2 separate regions of the Mus musculus genome follow, and region 2 is linked to region 1. Evidence: chromatin contacts called from public HiChIP or PLAC-seq data. All regions are on one chromosome and are shown on one strand. The core of a region is the stretch at or near the end of the contact, and the rest is flanking DNA. Distances in the headings are between cores, read along the strand shown. Region 1 overlaps Gpr176 (G protein-coupled receptor 176). Region 2 overlaps Gpr176 (G protein-coupled receptor 176).

The links. HiChIP or PLAC-seq counts read pairs in DNA pulled down with a chosen protein or histone mark.
Region 2: a CTCF HiChIP or PLAC-seq map of the NIH/3T3 cell line shows a contact between it and region 1, with 21 read pairs. The contact joins two enhancer-like sites. A contact is called at or near these places in 1 of 15 datasets of contacts at CTCF or cohesin (the NIH/3T3 cell line), 8 of 484 Hi-C or Micro-C datasets (the AML12 cell line, DN2 thymocytes, adipose-derived mesenchymal stem cells and 5 more), 2 of 115 datasets of contacts at active chromatin or transcription factors (embryonic fibroblasts and embryonic stem cells) and 1 of 9 other capture datasets (embryonic stem cells).

What each region holds. Positions count from the first base shown.
Region 1 is chr2:118,283,366-118,291,110 of GRCm38.p6, forward strand. It overlaps Gpr176 (G protein-coupled receptor 176), which reads right to left. Exons shown (of 3, transcript NM_201367.3): 2 at 541-793. Among named protein-coding and RNA genes, the nearest start is that of 1700054M17Rik, 18 kb to the right of the region's middle. Within about 2 kb of position 4,471, at least 46 of the 459 cell types and tissues checked have an H3K27ac peak or open chromatin away from gene starts, as enhancers often do. A contact at or near this core is called in the NIH/3T3 cell line, adipose-derived mesenchymal stem cells, bone marrow-derived macrophages and 1 more, where this site is marked.
Region 2 is chr2:118,351,268-118,359,012 of GRCm38.p6, forward strand. The region is part of intron 1 of Gpr176 (G protein-coupled receptor 176); the gene reads right to left. Among named protein-coding and RNA genes, the nearest start is that of Gpr176, 18 kb to the right of the region's middle. Within about 2 kb of position 2,919, at least 36 of the 459 cell types and tissues checked have an H3K27ac peak or open chromatin away from gene starts, as enhancers often do. A contact at or near this core is called in the NIH/3T3 cell line, adipose-derived mesenchymal stem cells, bone marrow-derived macrophages and 1 more, where this site is marked.

The sequences.
Region 1 (7,745 bases), core at 3,221-5,720:
AACCACTGAATCATTCCCCTTTTCTCCCAGAAACACTTTCATCCTGCATCAAAGAGCCCTAATTGCAAAGTTATCAACCAGGCAAGCAAGCCACTTCAGATTGCAGTGCAAATACCAATCCCAACCAGGCTGGAACAGCACCAGGGTCCAGTAGCATCCCAGTGTATAAGCCAACTCATCCTTTTAAGACTCTGTTTTGGACACACGTTCTCTTTCTGATGGTCATAAGCAAACTAAAAAAGAAACCAGTATATGGCGTATTAACTACTTGTCATTCACATGATGACACTCATCTTTCAATACATTTAAAAGAACAAAATCTCAGCGCTGGAGAGATGGCTAAGCATTTGTTTAAGGGCACTTGCTGCTCATTTGGAGAACCTAAGTTTAGTTCATAGCACCCACACCCACACTCCTGTAACTCTTAACTCCAGGAGATGAAAATCTAACTAACACCCTCTTCACACACACACACACACACACACACACACACACACACACACACACACACACGGCTAAAAGTTAAATAAATTCAGTTACCTGTCCAGGGCAATAGCAGGAAAACTGAGGACAGTCACAGAGCAGAACACCTTGTGTAGGAATTTGAGCACCTTGCAGAAGAGCATCGTATAGATCCACCAGCAACAGTGAGGGCTGCTGCTCAGGATGATGTCGAAGGGCACACAGACCACACTGGCACAAATCCCGGAGCAGGCCAGGTTTTTAATGAACCTGTTGGTGACAGATTTGAACACTGTTGTGCGGCAAGTTGACCATAACACCATGAAGTTTCCTGGCCAGATATGTAAACAAAAGAAAAAAAGTAAAAGTGAATTAAGGATTTAAATAAAGAGGAAAGATGACAAAAAAAGGAAGGAAAGAAACACAGGTTAAATATATTAAAATGTTAAGAGTTTACTTCAGGCTATTCAAGGATATAGTGTCAATTTATGCAAAATTATTAGAGCACATATATACCAAAAATCCAAGAAATTGCATTGCTACTTGGTTATTTGATTTCAGGCAAAAGATACTGTGCAATGATGTAGCAGTCTTATGGTCAGTATTAGAAAAAGTCAGTCAGGTCTCAGGCAGTCTAATTTTTTTTCTTTTAAGGCGAGGTCTCCTATAGCCCATGGTGACCTTGAACTTCTGACCTTTCTGAGTATGTTCACCACATCCAGTTTACAAAGTGTGTAATCAAACCCAGGACTTTGTGTATGCACTAACTGATGGCTCCGACCATCAGGCAGTCTACTCTTCTCAAACTAGCTAATGATTTCTGCGTTGTAGAACAATCCAGAAGCAGCACAGTGAGAGCCACACTTTTTAGCTTTTTTTTTTCTTTTTTACAATTTTCTAGTATCTCACAGAGGGAAGCAAGTGAATTTAAATGATGTCTTTCATCTGACCCAATTAATCCTAAACACTGTGATTTATTTAACCCAATTAATCCCAAATATATGATTCAACACATCATTACTGATAAATTATTGATAAAACATTTTTATATTCTTGGTTTTGTGCTGTCTTTAGAATCCAATGTGGTTTGTTTGTTTGGTTTTGGTTGGTTGGTTGGTTTTGCTCTTACATTTCCAGACTCTCTCAGTTGGAATGGTCACATTTAAAGTGCTGAGTGGCCACGAGCAGTTAATTAGTGTGCTTTCTGTTGCAGTCATAAACACCATGACCGAAAACAACTTGGGGAGAAAAGCTCGTATTTGGCTCACATTCCACCACAGTGTATCATCTAGGAAACCAGGGCAAGAGATAAAGCAGGAACCTGGTGTCAAAAACTGAAGCAGACGGTGGAGGAGTGATGCTTACCAGCTTTCTCTCCAGCCTCAAGTAAAACTACCTTCACGTCCCCAGGCCTAGCTGCCCATTGCTGGCACTGCCCCTGTGAGCTGGGCCCTCCCACATCAATCATTAGTTAAGAAAATGCCCTACAGAGTTGATCCAGGCCAACCTGATGTTAGTATTTTCTCAATTAAAATTTCATTTCTCAGATCACCCTTGTTTGTGTCAAGTTGACAAAACAAACAAAACACAACAAAAAAACCACCAGTACCTATAACTAGTGACCCACATGGGGGACACTGAGATTCTAGATTTTGCATAACAATGACCTCATCAACCACCTCTCTTTGATGTTTCTCCTCCCATGGCTTCCACAGCCTACCTTCTCCAACTTTGTTCCTACTCTCCCACTTCCTTCAGCTTCTGATTGGTCTTTTCCGGGGACTCACTGCTGCTACAGCCTCTTCCTAGTTAGACCACCTTTCCCTGTGACTTCCCATCAAAATGCTGATGACCCCAGATTCATGGCCCAAAGGAGCCTTTTCCTCTCTCCAGACTCCTGTTTCCAGCCCGATTCCTTATCGCTCTCCCACTGTGTCATCCTCCAGGGCCTGGTGTTTGCCTGTCTGACCCCACACCTTTCCTCCTCTGGTTTGCAGAACATCAGCTCTCTAGCTGCTCTTGAGCTACACCAAGATTAACACTAACCACACATGTCTTTGTGTAGCATTTCTAGATTGCCTGGAATGTTCTTCATAAGTTTGGTTCCTTTTAATCCAGGTTTTAGTTTAAATACTGTCTCCTCCAAAAGGCCTTCTCTGACGATCTCTCTGTTTCAAACACATGCATTTCTTCCTCCACTTACATTACAATACTTTACTGTGCCTTTACAGTACATTCCTAACTATTATTAGCCATTTGTTTCTCTCTCATTGGGGAAAACATATGTAACCCTTGTTCAGTTACAAGTCCTTACATAGCTCATTATTAGGAAGAGTAGCCATCTTATAAATAATTGTTAAATAAATGAATTTATCAAAATACATGGGCAGACAGCAATCAAAAGTCCCTGCAGTGCAGCTATCCATTTTGGGAGTATGTATGTCGTCATCAGAGTTTCCAAAGAAAACTCTAAGTCAGAATGACATACTGCAAGGAGGCCTGTTTGGGATGAAGAGCTGCAGCTGCAGAGATGCCCCAGCACAGTGGGCTCTAAACTCAACCCTCAGACTCCTACACATGGAACCTGAAGGCCGTGAAGCTGGCCAGGGCCCATCAGCCTGTGGTACCCTTCAGTATCACACAGCCTATCCTTCCTTGGTCCATTCTGTAACTAGGGCATCCCGCTTAGGACACTGCTTGCTCTTGTGCATCTGCCCAAAGGATGCTGCTAGTAAGCCAATCTGACAGCAGAGCCACACGCTATGGGAAGGACATGGTACTAAGCCTGCTATCCAGGGCACAGGCTATCCAGAGCTCCAGGCAGAGTCACTCCAAGGAGCTGCCTTTGTCCTTGAATATGTACAGAACTTACTGCCAAGGTCTTCTCAAACTCAATGTTCTGTGATCTTCTAGACAATGTAGAAAAACCAACTGATACATCTAGACATGTGGGCCAGCTGTTTCCAGGAATTCTCTAAAGCACTCTGCATTAGTTTGGTGATAGTGACTCAAGAAAACATCAACAGTGATCACACACACACACACACACACACACACACACACACACACGGACTCCCACTTATTCAGGATAAGAGTTGTTTATACTGATGCCACCAGTCACCATGGTGATAAGCTGAACAATAATGATTTATGAGAATCCTCCTGATTTGGAAGCCTTTCGTCACTGGTACACAGATTTGAGTCTAACCAAAGCATCTTTCTTTACATAGTGTTACAGGCAAGACTTAAAAATATGCTCAGGATCTATTAATGTAATAGTCCACTGGAAGATATTGTCTATGAAGAGATGTACACATTGCGGTATATTTGATTTTCACTGCTAGAAGAGTCTTTATCCCTTAAAGAACTTCTCACAAATAAATTATTCCCTTTGTGAGAATCAAAATCCTGAGGATTTTCATGTTGTTTTTTGAATGTGTGTGTGTGTGTGTGTGTGTGTGTGTGTGTGTGTGTGTGTGTGTGCATTTGCATGCACACCTGTGTTGGGTTGGGTTGCCATGGTGCATATGTGGTGGTCAGCCACCATTATGAAACTTCTGGCCATCAGACTATGGTCTCCAAGCTTAAAGTAGCACTCCAAGGTAAAGGTCGCACCTTTACCAGCTGAGTCACTTTGCACTGGTCCCACAGTCTGTATATTTGAAACAACATATATTTTGGATTTTCAATCCATAATTTTAACCCTGTCACCCATGTTTAAGTCTCCTCTTGTAGCACCATGAGGCTGCTAGGCACCTCAGCACTTGGATCCATCCATTCCAAAGTTGTTTGAGTCAGATCTGTAGTCAAGTCCCAAACGACCACTAGCAACAGACTCACCAGCCTTCACCCATGCTCCTGGGCTGGACTGCTCTTTCCACCCTGGGAAGCATTTCCACTGAGTCCACAGCAGGAAGCCAGCACATTCCCACTGTAGGTCCCATGGCAGGCTCAGGGGGTGCCCATTATAGGACTCTGACTCACTGAGTCCAACACCAGCTTCCTGGATGAGGAAGCCCTGACAATGACTACCTCTGAGGGATGCTGGCAAAAGCATCTAGTGCTTAACTGCTGAGTCAAGTGTGTAAGAAATGCCTGGCAAGGCTTCCAAATCAGAGGAGTGCCCATACGTCATTACGTTCAGCTTATCACCATGGTGACAGTGGCATCAGTATAAGCAACTCTTATCCTGAATAAGTGGGAACGTGCGTGTGCATGTGTGTGTGTGTGTGTGTGTAAACACTTGTGATGTTTTCTTACTGAGTAACCATATGTCATCAAGTCTCCAGCCCCAAGCCCATAGTTCATAAACCTACATGACCATTGGGATCACCACGAAACTTCTAAAGTACAGAGTCCCTACATCTAACCCTACTACATCAGAACTTTAGAGAGCATAGGAATCTTCAGTTTCATGTGCACAGCAGGAAATTTGGATGGAGTAACCACACCTAGCTTCACCAAACCCAGCAGCTCAGGAATACTACACTCAGGATTCCTTAAATAGAAAGAAAAACACCTCCCCCCTCAAAACACACACACACACACACACACACACACACACACACACACACACACACACCATAAAGGCACACACAGAAATCTCAGAGAATCTGAAAACAAGCATCCATGGAGCCTGGAGGAAAGCCTTCTCCATCAAGAATCAGGGTGGAGCTTGACCCCACTTCAGTGTGGGCAGAGCTCCAGCCACGGGGCAGCTCTTCCTTTGGGAATACCATCACCAGACCCAGTTTTAATTTTTTATAACTGACCTTCTTTGATACTTTTTAATCTCTCCCAACAGACCCACTGGGCAACCAGAAAATGAGAATATTTTAATTAGCTTTAATAGATATATTCCTAGCACCCCCATTTCATGGTGTGGCCTTAAGTATATTGGAACTATCGACTTTGTTTTAGAAAGAAGAGAAGAAGTTGGGGTGAGGGAGTTGCTCACTAAAAGCTGTACAGGGGAGGAGTACACTTGGTGGAATTATAGAGAACGAGATCTGAATGGCTTGCTTCCCGGAGGCTTGCTTGCCAGGGTGCCATCTGGTTGCTGCAGCCTGGGAGCCCTCAGGCTTGCTCTAGTTACTTCTAGTCTGGGACTTCAGGTTTTTCCTGTTTCCCAATGAAATGCCTTTGAGTGATTACCAAGATGATGTAGAACCAATTCTTAAAATGCAGACAATGAGCCGGGCGTGGTGGCGCACGCCTTTAATCCCAGCACTCGGGAGGCAGAGGCAGGCGAATTTCTGAGTTCGAGGCCAGCCTGGTCTACAAAATGAGTTCCAGGACAGCCAGGGCTATAAAGAGAAACCCTGTCTCGTAAAACCAAAAAAAAAAAAAAAATGCAGACAATGTATAAAAATATAAAGGACAAAGGTTGAAGAGATGACTCAGCTGCTAAGAATGCTTACTGCTCTTCCAGAGATGGGTTCCCAGAAACCATGAGCAGCGCTCACAACTGCCTGTGACTCCAGCTCTTGGGGGTACTCGTTTTCTGGCCTGACTATATGGGTACCTACACACTAGTAGCCTGAATGTGTACGCGTGCATACACACACACACACACACACACACACACACACACACACACACACAAATATTTTTTTAAGCCTACAAAAGGGTAATAAGTAAAAGCACCCAGTGATTACCTATTGAAAACTTTAGGGATGCTTTTCACAAATAGGGATTTTTGTCTGTGCCAGTGGTAGCAAACTATGCATACTGCACAAGATCTAGTCATTATGTGGACTATGTTTCTGTAACAATAAGTAAAAGTAGATACATATCATCATCTTGACAGCTAAGTAAAGCAATAGTGCTTGTCTAATTATATCCCAATTAATTTATTTACTGTATATCAATGGACTTGTTTAAGCTCTTTCTAACAGTCCATTATTATACAAAGCTGGATAGAAAACCAAACTGCATATTTATTGATGAGAAATTCCTATGAGCATTTCTCTGTATATGTGAGTATATATATATATATATATATATATATATATATATATATATATATATACCTCTCTCCCATCACTTTCTCCTAAACACTGGGACTGGGGGAGTGTACCGCCTTGCCCAGCTTTTTACATGGACGCTTGAGATCAAAACTCATGTCCTCATGCTTCTGACTGAGCTGCATCCAAGGCCATTTTTGTTTTGAGGAGGGGTCTCACCAAGTTGCCCAGGAAAGCCTTGAACCTGGCTCTGGAGCTCAGACAGACCTTGAATTTGTGATCTTCCTGCTTCAGCCAGCCAAGCACCTGTGATTGAAGCCTATTCCAGGCCTGGCTTCAGCCTCTTTTACTCCTGCACTGCTACCTTCCTATTTATTCTCCTGGGCCAGTATTGGATGTGCATCAGATCTCATCCACTGCATGTGTCATTTATGTCTTCAACAATTACCCTCTTCTACAAACTGGGAGAGAATTCTCAGATAGCCCTCCATTTTATTGAGTCCTAATTCATCAGAGGTAGTCAAATCCAACTTTGAAAAGTGTATTTGTGGTGGTTTGAATATGCTTGGCCCATGGGAGTGGCTCTATTAGGAGGTGTGGCCTTGTTGGAGGAAAATATCACTGTGTAAGCGGGCTTTGATGTCTCTGAGCACTCAAGCTCTGCCAGTGAAGAAGACGAGTCTCTCTCCTGGCTGCTTTCTGGATCAAGATGTAGAACTCTCAGTTCCTTCTCCAGCACCATGCCAACCTGGATGCTGTCTTGCTTCTCACCAGCCCCAATTAAATGTTTTCCTTTATAAGAGTTGTCTGGGTCATGGTGTCTCTTCACAGCAATGGAAAGTCTAACTAAGACAGTATTTCAACAAAGTCATGCAACCTATTCTGTATTCCAACATCGTTAGTTTTGTGGGCTTCCTTCCTTTCTATAATCCAATCATCTTTATGCACTTGTAGTTTCTTTCAAGTTAGTCTACTGTTTCTGGAAATGCTAATTTTCCCATTTGCTGGGCCTACTGGTTCTCCTTTACAGTTTGTTCAAATAGCCTTTTAAAATATTTTACTTATATTTATATTTATTTTATCAATATATTTCATAAGTATATTAAAATTGTAAAATAAAATTATACATAAGTATATAATATATAAAATAAATACATAAATAATTAAAATATATGTATTACAAATAATATAAACAAATATACAAATAACAATATATAAGTGTGTAATAATAAATATGTAATATTTTTATTTTATTTTATTTTATTTTATTTTATGTTTATGAATGTTTTCCATGCATTTGTGTCTGTGCACCAAATG
Region 2 (7,745 bases), core at 1,669-4,168, 66 kb after region 1:
CAATCTTGCTGATCTTGGAAGCTAAGCAGGGTCAGGCCTTGTTAGTATCTGGTTGGGATAAACAAAGTCTATTGAATAACTTAATCGGTTAGAATTGATCAATTTCCAAGCAACTTAAATTTGGGAAATCAAAAGGATGAAGCTATAACCTAATTTGTTCCAATCTAAAATTTGTATATTTCTGCCTTGTCATAAAATTAATCCGAGTATTTATTGAGCGTATAAGTGATTAGCAATGGGGCAGGTGCTATAGGAAAATAAGGAAGTATAGACCATAATCCTCACTCTTATGAAAAAGAAAAATCTGACTTCCATAAATAGAGAAGGCCTTCCATGTAGAGTTAACAGCACAAAGAAAGGAGTTGGGGTTAGGGAAAACAGTTTCTTACAATAAGAAATTATCTTGGTTACCCTGCTTTGAACACTGTGTGTGTGTGTGTGTGTGTGTGTGTGTGTATACATCACATGGCATCCTATAAATATGTACAGATTTCATTATATCATTAGATATAATGACTTTAAAAAGTCACCATCAGGGAATGCAAAACAGGGAATCATACTAAATACAGTAGGTAATGGGAAGCCAACAATTAAGTCAATGACTTGATAACTACAAGTTAAAGACAATAGGAGAAGCAAGGCAAGTTGATGAACCCTGTGAGCCCAGCCTTGGGAAGTAGAGGCAAGAGGATCACTACATTGCAAGCTTGAGGTGAGCTTGGACAACATAAGATACACACACACACACACACACACACACACACACACACACACACACCAGTCCACAAAAGAAGAGAGGAAAGGAGAGGGGATGGAAAAGGAGAGGAGAGGAGAGGGAGAGGAGGCTAGAGGAGAGGAGAGAGGAGAGGAAGGGCATGGAAGGGGAGGAGAGGAGAGGAAAGGAGAAGAGAAAGAAGAGAAGAGAATAAAAGAGAAGAGAAGAGGAGGGGAGGGGAGGGGAGGAGAGGGGAGGGAAGGAGAAATGACATCATTAATGTCTATGTGAACTTAGTGAGTTCACCACTGAAGAGGTCCAGCTGTCCCTCAAAAAGTTTATGTTCAAATCCTAAATCTTCTTCTATCTAGCTCCTCCCACCTGAGCTGTGAACACAATCATACTTAAAAGGAAAGTCTTTACAGATGTCATTAAATTAAGGCAAGGTTACAGTAAAATAAGAAAGCCCTGTTCTAGTATTTCCTGGTTTATTTACTAAATAATATAGTTTAGTGTGTGTGTGTGTGTGTGTGTGTGTGTGTGTGTGTGTGTGTGTGTGTGTGATGCACATGTGTCCTTATAACAAGGAACATACATTGGTAGGAGACACCTTGGGAAGAAGGCCATGTGACCACAGAAGCAGAGAATGTAGGGACACAGCTAAAGTCCAGGAAAGCCAAGGATGATGGAAGCTACCATACACCATGAGAAAGGCACAAGGCAGGGTACTCTTCCTCAGAGCTCTCAGAAGGAGTCAGCCCTCCACACACCCCAATTTCAGAGTTTTAGCCTCCCAAAACTGAGAGAACAAACTTCAGATGTTTTAGACCATTTGGCTTGGGACAGTTTGGTGCTATAATCCTAGGAACACAGTAGAATGTTGGAAATGGAAAAAAATAAGATGAGAAATTTCACCTTATTTATCTATTTACTTGTTCATTTATTAAATGTATATGTATGTGATCTGCATGTGGCGCATTCAGGGACAAAAGGAGGGTGGTCAGTTGTCTATTAATACCTATTTAGTGTTTGTTTATCTACTGAGACAGGGTCTTACCAGGTATTCCTGGCTAGCCTAAACTCACTATGTAGGCTAGGCTGGTCCTGAACAGGAGGCCTCTCTGCCTCCGAGTTCTAGGATTAAAGGCATCCATCACTTTGTCTGGCTACCATACTTTACTTTGGGGAACAGGGTCTCTCACTGATCCTAAAGCTCGCTGTTTCTGCTAGGCTAGCTGCCTAGCCACCACAAACTTCTGGGAGTCAGCCACCTCTGCCCTCAAACGCTGAAGTTATACAAGGCCATGCACACAGGGTCATATGCACACAGGGCCATGCACACAGGCCATGCACAGCTTTCACATGGGTAGTGAAGGTTCAAACTCAGGTTCTCATGCTTGCATGGCTTACCCACTGAGCCATCTCCCCAGCCCCGGATTTATCTATTACAATTTTTTAAAAAAAGCATTATTTTTAAAAAGTAGATGCTGAGCCAAGGATAAAACGCCAGCGAGTGGCAGAGCCAGGATTTAACCCCAAAAGCTTCCTGACTTCTGAACCCTTTAGCCACAGAACTCACAATGGTCTTGTGTAAAAGTCTATTTTTGTCCCCAGGAACATTATCCTCAGAAGAATTGCTTTGTCATGGCCGAGTGCTTTTTCACAAAACAAACTGTTATGACTAGGAACTTCCACAATTCAAACTATGACCTCCAGCTCAGGCTGTGGTTCTTCGGGATTCTGGTACAACCTGCTGGAGGCTGAGCTCAGTTTAAACTAATGCCTTAGGCTGAAGGGTGGCAGAGACCCAGAAACCGACTGTCCAGCACATCAGTCACAGGCAAAGGGGCCTGAGTTCCCTCTTCAGGCATTTTGGCTAGAACATAATTCAGCAGCAGCCCCGTGTCCCAGGAGGAAAGGATATTAGATCAATACTCGTGACGTCCTAATGAAACTGCCAGTTCCCCTCACATGGCTTTCTAAGCAGCACAGAAATCTAGGTCACCATGAGGCACAGCAGACCCAAAACCTCATTATAAAACTTGGTGCTCCCTCCCCTTAATTGTAAATATTTCATTCTATATACACTCATTAAGTGCCTGTTGTGTTCAGAGGATTAAGACCTATCCCTAGTGCTTCCACAAAAGGCACAAACTGTCAAGTCTGATAGCCCTTCGGTCTCCTCTCACTAACCCTCCTGTGGTCAGCAAGGGCCATGGCAACCTGTCTAACAGCAAATGGCATTGGTTGCCTCAGGGATCATGACCACAGCTATGGAAAACATTTTCAAGTTTTATCAAAAATGTTCCTTTGGCCACAGCCCAGTTTCTCTGGGTCTTAATTTATTTCAGCTTCCTGCGCCTCTCTGTGCTGCATCATGAATGGTTCAACATCTGCACCCTTGCAGGCAGCTGTCAGCTTGCTTCCTCTAGTCTCCATTTCTGTTCAGAAAACCAAATTAATTCAGCGATGTCTGTGACCAGCCACTCTGAAGACCAACAAAGCTATGAAGGGAGGCTAGTGCAAGATGACACTGGCGTGCCAAGCTTACCATTCATTGTTATTTCTACAGACACCATGAGTGTATTCACCTCTGACGAAATTTTACTAATCCATTCCCATGAAGATAACAAATATTGTGTAGATAAGCGAGAGTAATTCACACACTGATAAACTAATTTTAAATTGTTCTCTCTCGTCATTCACAGAGAGATGGGTAAAATAAAGATTGTTTAAAATAAGATTGATGGTCATTTTACAGAGTGACTCAGTGCCCTTAAACCTTTCAGTGAGAAGCTGGGATAGCGCATCTTCCATCATAACCCACTGTTATAGCTGCAGCCTAGGAAGGGAATGCACAAGAACCCCTTTCAGTTGTTCTTGAATTATTCAAGAAATAAATCCAAGCAGAGACAGAGACTCTCACTGCTAGTATTACAAGCCAGGGGCCAAGCGTTTCAGATGAGAGCCTGCGGGGAACACTTTAGATCCAAACTGTAATCTTCTACCCCTACCCTGAAGGGCTCGTGGGCACCTCACAATGCAAAAAGCGTTTACTCCACCTTCACCAGTCTCCCACAGTCTTCCCAGACCTAAAACTCTTCAAAAGCCTACTCTTCAAAGTCTCTTTTGAGACTTGAGGCAAACTCTTAGCTGTAGGAATGAAAGACTGAGAGGAATATACAGAAAATGAGAGGGGTTAGTCAAGTGATTAATGTTAAAAAAAAAAAAGAGGCAATTATGGACGGTGGGACAAGAGATGCTAAGTCACAGCAGCAAGGAGGGCGACCACACTGCTGCGCAGTAAGAATGAAATAGAGTGTGGTGCTCCTGCAGTGTAAGGAGCAGGCTAGAGGGAAGTGGGAGCCCCATTAGAGATGTCATTATACAGAGCTACAGAGGGTGAGGAGCCAGGGAAAGCTTTTAAAGAGAAGAGTGACATGATCGGACTGGTGGATTGAAGAGAGATCAGAAAGGGATGAAACAAGGACAAAGAATAAGGCTGTTCTTCCCAGGGCATGAATGGAAGAAAGGAGAAAGGCACCATAGAGGCAGGGCAGGGGTGAGCAAGCAGTGGGGCAAGCAGCCCTGAAGACGAGTCAAGAGACAAAGATCTGCTCAGTGATGTATACTGAAGAGCACTGGGCCTGGGGAGACTGATCGCCAGGTAAAGCATTTATTGCACAAATGGAAGGACCAGTCAGTTCTCAGATCCTCAGCAACCACATAAGGCCAGGCAGGCATGGTGGGTGGAGGGAGAGACAAGGGACTCCCAGGCCTAGCTGGATAGATAGACTGGCCAAATGGGTGAGCTCTGGGTTCAACAAAGCGACCCCACTTATAAATAAAGTGCAGACTGATTGAAGGAGACACACCTGGTATCAGACACACCTCTGACCTCCAACTCAAATTTAGACTTTTATCTGGAACGCCAAGTCTTCTAGCCTCTAGATGCTCAGAGTTCATAGTCTGAGCACCATCGGTGTCAACACTGCCCAAACATTTGCTGGAAGTGCAGCATCCCAGACTTCCTGCATCAGAATCTTCACTTAAGAGATCCTTTACACACTGAAATGTGAGAACGATCGCACACCAACTCTGCAGAGCTCCAAGGAATCGTGGGAAGCACAAACAGACCAGCCAAAGGCTAAAGACAGTGAAAGGAGGAAGAAGGAAGAGCAAACTTCATACGGGTCAGCCTGAGAGTGGTATCAGTGTTTGGCAGGAAGGCACACACTGCAAACGCACACCATGTGGCATTCAGTGCCGTCTCTGACAAAATGTATCAGAATACTTTTGTAAACAAGATAAACCAATGTGAGCTGGATGACAGTAATACTCTGTGTGTTCATAATTAGTTTCACAATTATTCCCAAAAGATTATGACTGATTAATTAAAATCAACCTGGAGAGGCAATCTTGCTCCCTCACCACTAACCCTGTTTAAACTAATCACTTAAATGAAGATATAAAAGACACATAGCAAAGTTCACTGAGAGCAATACTGTCGCATAGCATAATCAGATCCTCCCGTATCCACCCCCAAACTAATAGGTTGTTAAAGGAATTAAAATACCGTGACTAGCTGGGCATGGTGGCACAGGTCTTTAATCACAGAATTAGGCAGGCAGAGGCAGGTGGATCTCTGTGAGTTCAAGGCCAGCCTGGTCTACAGAATGAGTTCCAGGACAGCCAGGGCTATACAGAGAAACCTTATCCAAAAGCAAAAAGTTGTGATTACATTTCAGTTAAGAAATGATTAAAGTGCTAATCTGACCTCCTAAATCAGACAAAGACAAGGCCAGTGAAAGAGAAGCAAAACAACAGCACGTGACATAAAGGCTCAGTAAGCAGTTAACTCAATGGGTCGACGAGTTACCATCAGCACAAGTCAACAGGATTACATGAAATTCAATGAAGCCAAGTTTCCCACAACCTAATGTCGCAAGACTCATGTAGAGATGGAAAGTGGGCAGAAGAGATTTAAACCAGCCTTTGTGCACACAGCCTGAGGTGATACATGGAGGTCCCAGAGTCCAAATTAAAGATGTCTAATCCCAACAATAAAAAGGCCTAACAAACAAGGCAAATCGCAGAGAAATGTACTTTTAACACTGCCCACCTGCTCCCTGGTCGCCTATGTTCTAACAACAGATTTGCAGGCTAAATCTGTCACAATTCTCCCCAGAGCCAAATAGCCCTTAATTGCTCTTTCTGATCACCCACATGCCCTCTCCAATCTCTTCTGTGCCCAGCTGAAAACAATTTTTGACCACAGTCCCAGAAGATGGTAGAAGTAAATTTGATCGAAATGGTTCAAGGGGGAGAAGAATCCAGAATGCACGTGACCAGACTCCCTGGGACAGTGCTTGGGTCAATTGAAGTTTTGTGAGTCTTAAAAAATTCTACCCAGAACAAGTAAAGAAAGATTCAGGTTTTTTCAGAATATATAGAGCACGGTAGGAAGTCCCACCGTGTTTCTGACAGCCCAGTGGCCCATCTGGTCATCTATGCTGAGATATGAGGCTTCGAGGACACCCAAAAGTAATGAAAAAATAGTGATGTCATCCAACACAATATCTATAAAATGATTCATCATAAAAACCAACCGTCAGCATTCCCTTTCTGCCTTTGGAATAGGTAACTTACTGACTACTTACAGGGTGGGAATTATCACAGAGATGGTTAGCAGGAACATGGCTTGGAAATTCAGTGATCTCAGCCATCAAGTTTTGAAGGGGTCCTGCCCAGCTGTATTAGAGTCTCTCTGTTTTTCTTATATCCCCCTCAGCTTTCAGGTAACACTGCTCATTAGAGCATGGGTAGAGGAAGTAGAACACTCAGTTAGTACATCACCATGTCATCCCAGCACTGGGAATGCAGAGACAGGCAGGTCTCTGAGGTTCCTTGGCCAACCAGCCTAGCCCCAGGTACCAATGAAGAGTTCTGTTTAAAAAATCGCATAAATGGCTCCAAAGGAATTACGCTAAGGTTGACCTCTGGTGTATGTACACAGAAATAATAAAAATAAAGCCATAGTAAAACTGGTGCCAGTTACTCCAGACTAACTTCCTATACCTCCCCTTCCCAATTTTACCTTTACAAGAAAAAGTTGACTACAGACAAGTCTACTCCCCAAAGAGGATGGAGGTCTCCTAATGACCTCTGTCCATTACATAATCAACTTTCTCTCCTCCGGTCTCTGGACGTTCGCCCTTGTCATTTAACTCCCAGGGCTATATGCTGGGGGTGGGGGTTGATGCTGGTACCCGCTTGCCACTTCAATAGACTCTGAGGAAATGTTCAGGCATCCCTCAGTCAATGTGAAGCACCTGCTTAAAAATCACCCAGTGTCTCCAGCAAAACAACAGATTCTGGGAGACCAAAACAACCCACTAAAATAGAATTTCTGTTAGGAGAACTCAAGAACCTTTTTTGTTTTGTTTTTTGTTTGTTAGTTGGTTAGAATGTACTGATAGGTCTTTCTTCCTTCCTTTCTTCCTTTCTTTCTTTCTTTCTTTCTTTCTTTCTTTCTTTCTTTCTTTCTTTCTTTCTTTCTTTCTGTCTTTCAACATTTATTTATGTGTTTTATGTATGTTAGCACACTGTAGCTGTCACACACACCAAAAGAGGGTATTGGATCCCATTACAGATGGTTGTGAGCTACAATATGGTTGCTGGGAATTGAACTCAGGGCCTCTGGAAGAGCAGTCAGTGCTCTCAACCACTGAGCCATATCGACAGCCCAGAAACCTGCATTTTTTTTCTTTTTCTTTTTTTCTTTTCTTTTTTTTTCCTTTTGGTTTTTTTGTTTGTTTGTTTGTTTTTGGTTTGTTTGTTTGTTTGTTTTTTTGAGATGCGGTTTCTCTGTGTATCACTGACTGTCCTGGATCTCACTCTGTAGACCAGGCTGGCCTCGAACTCAGAAATCTGCCTGCCTCTGCCTCTCGAGTGCTGGGATTAAAGGCGTGCGCCACCACGCCCGGCTTAACAGGTGTTTTTTATCTTCTTTTTTTGAGACACAGTCTCA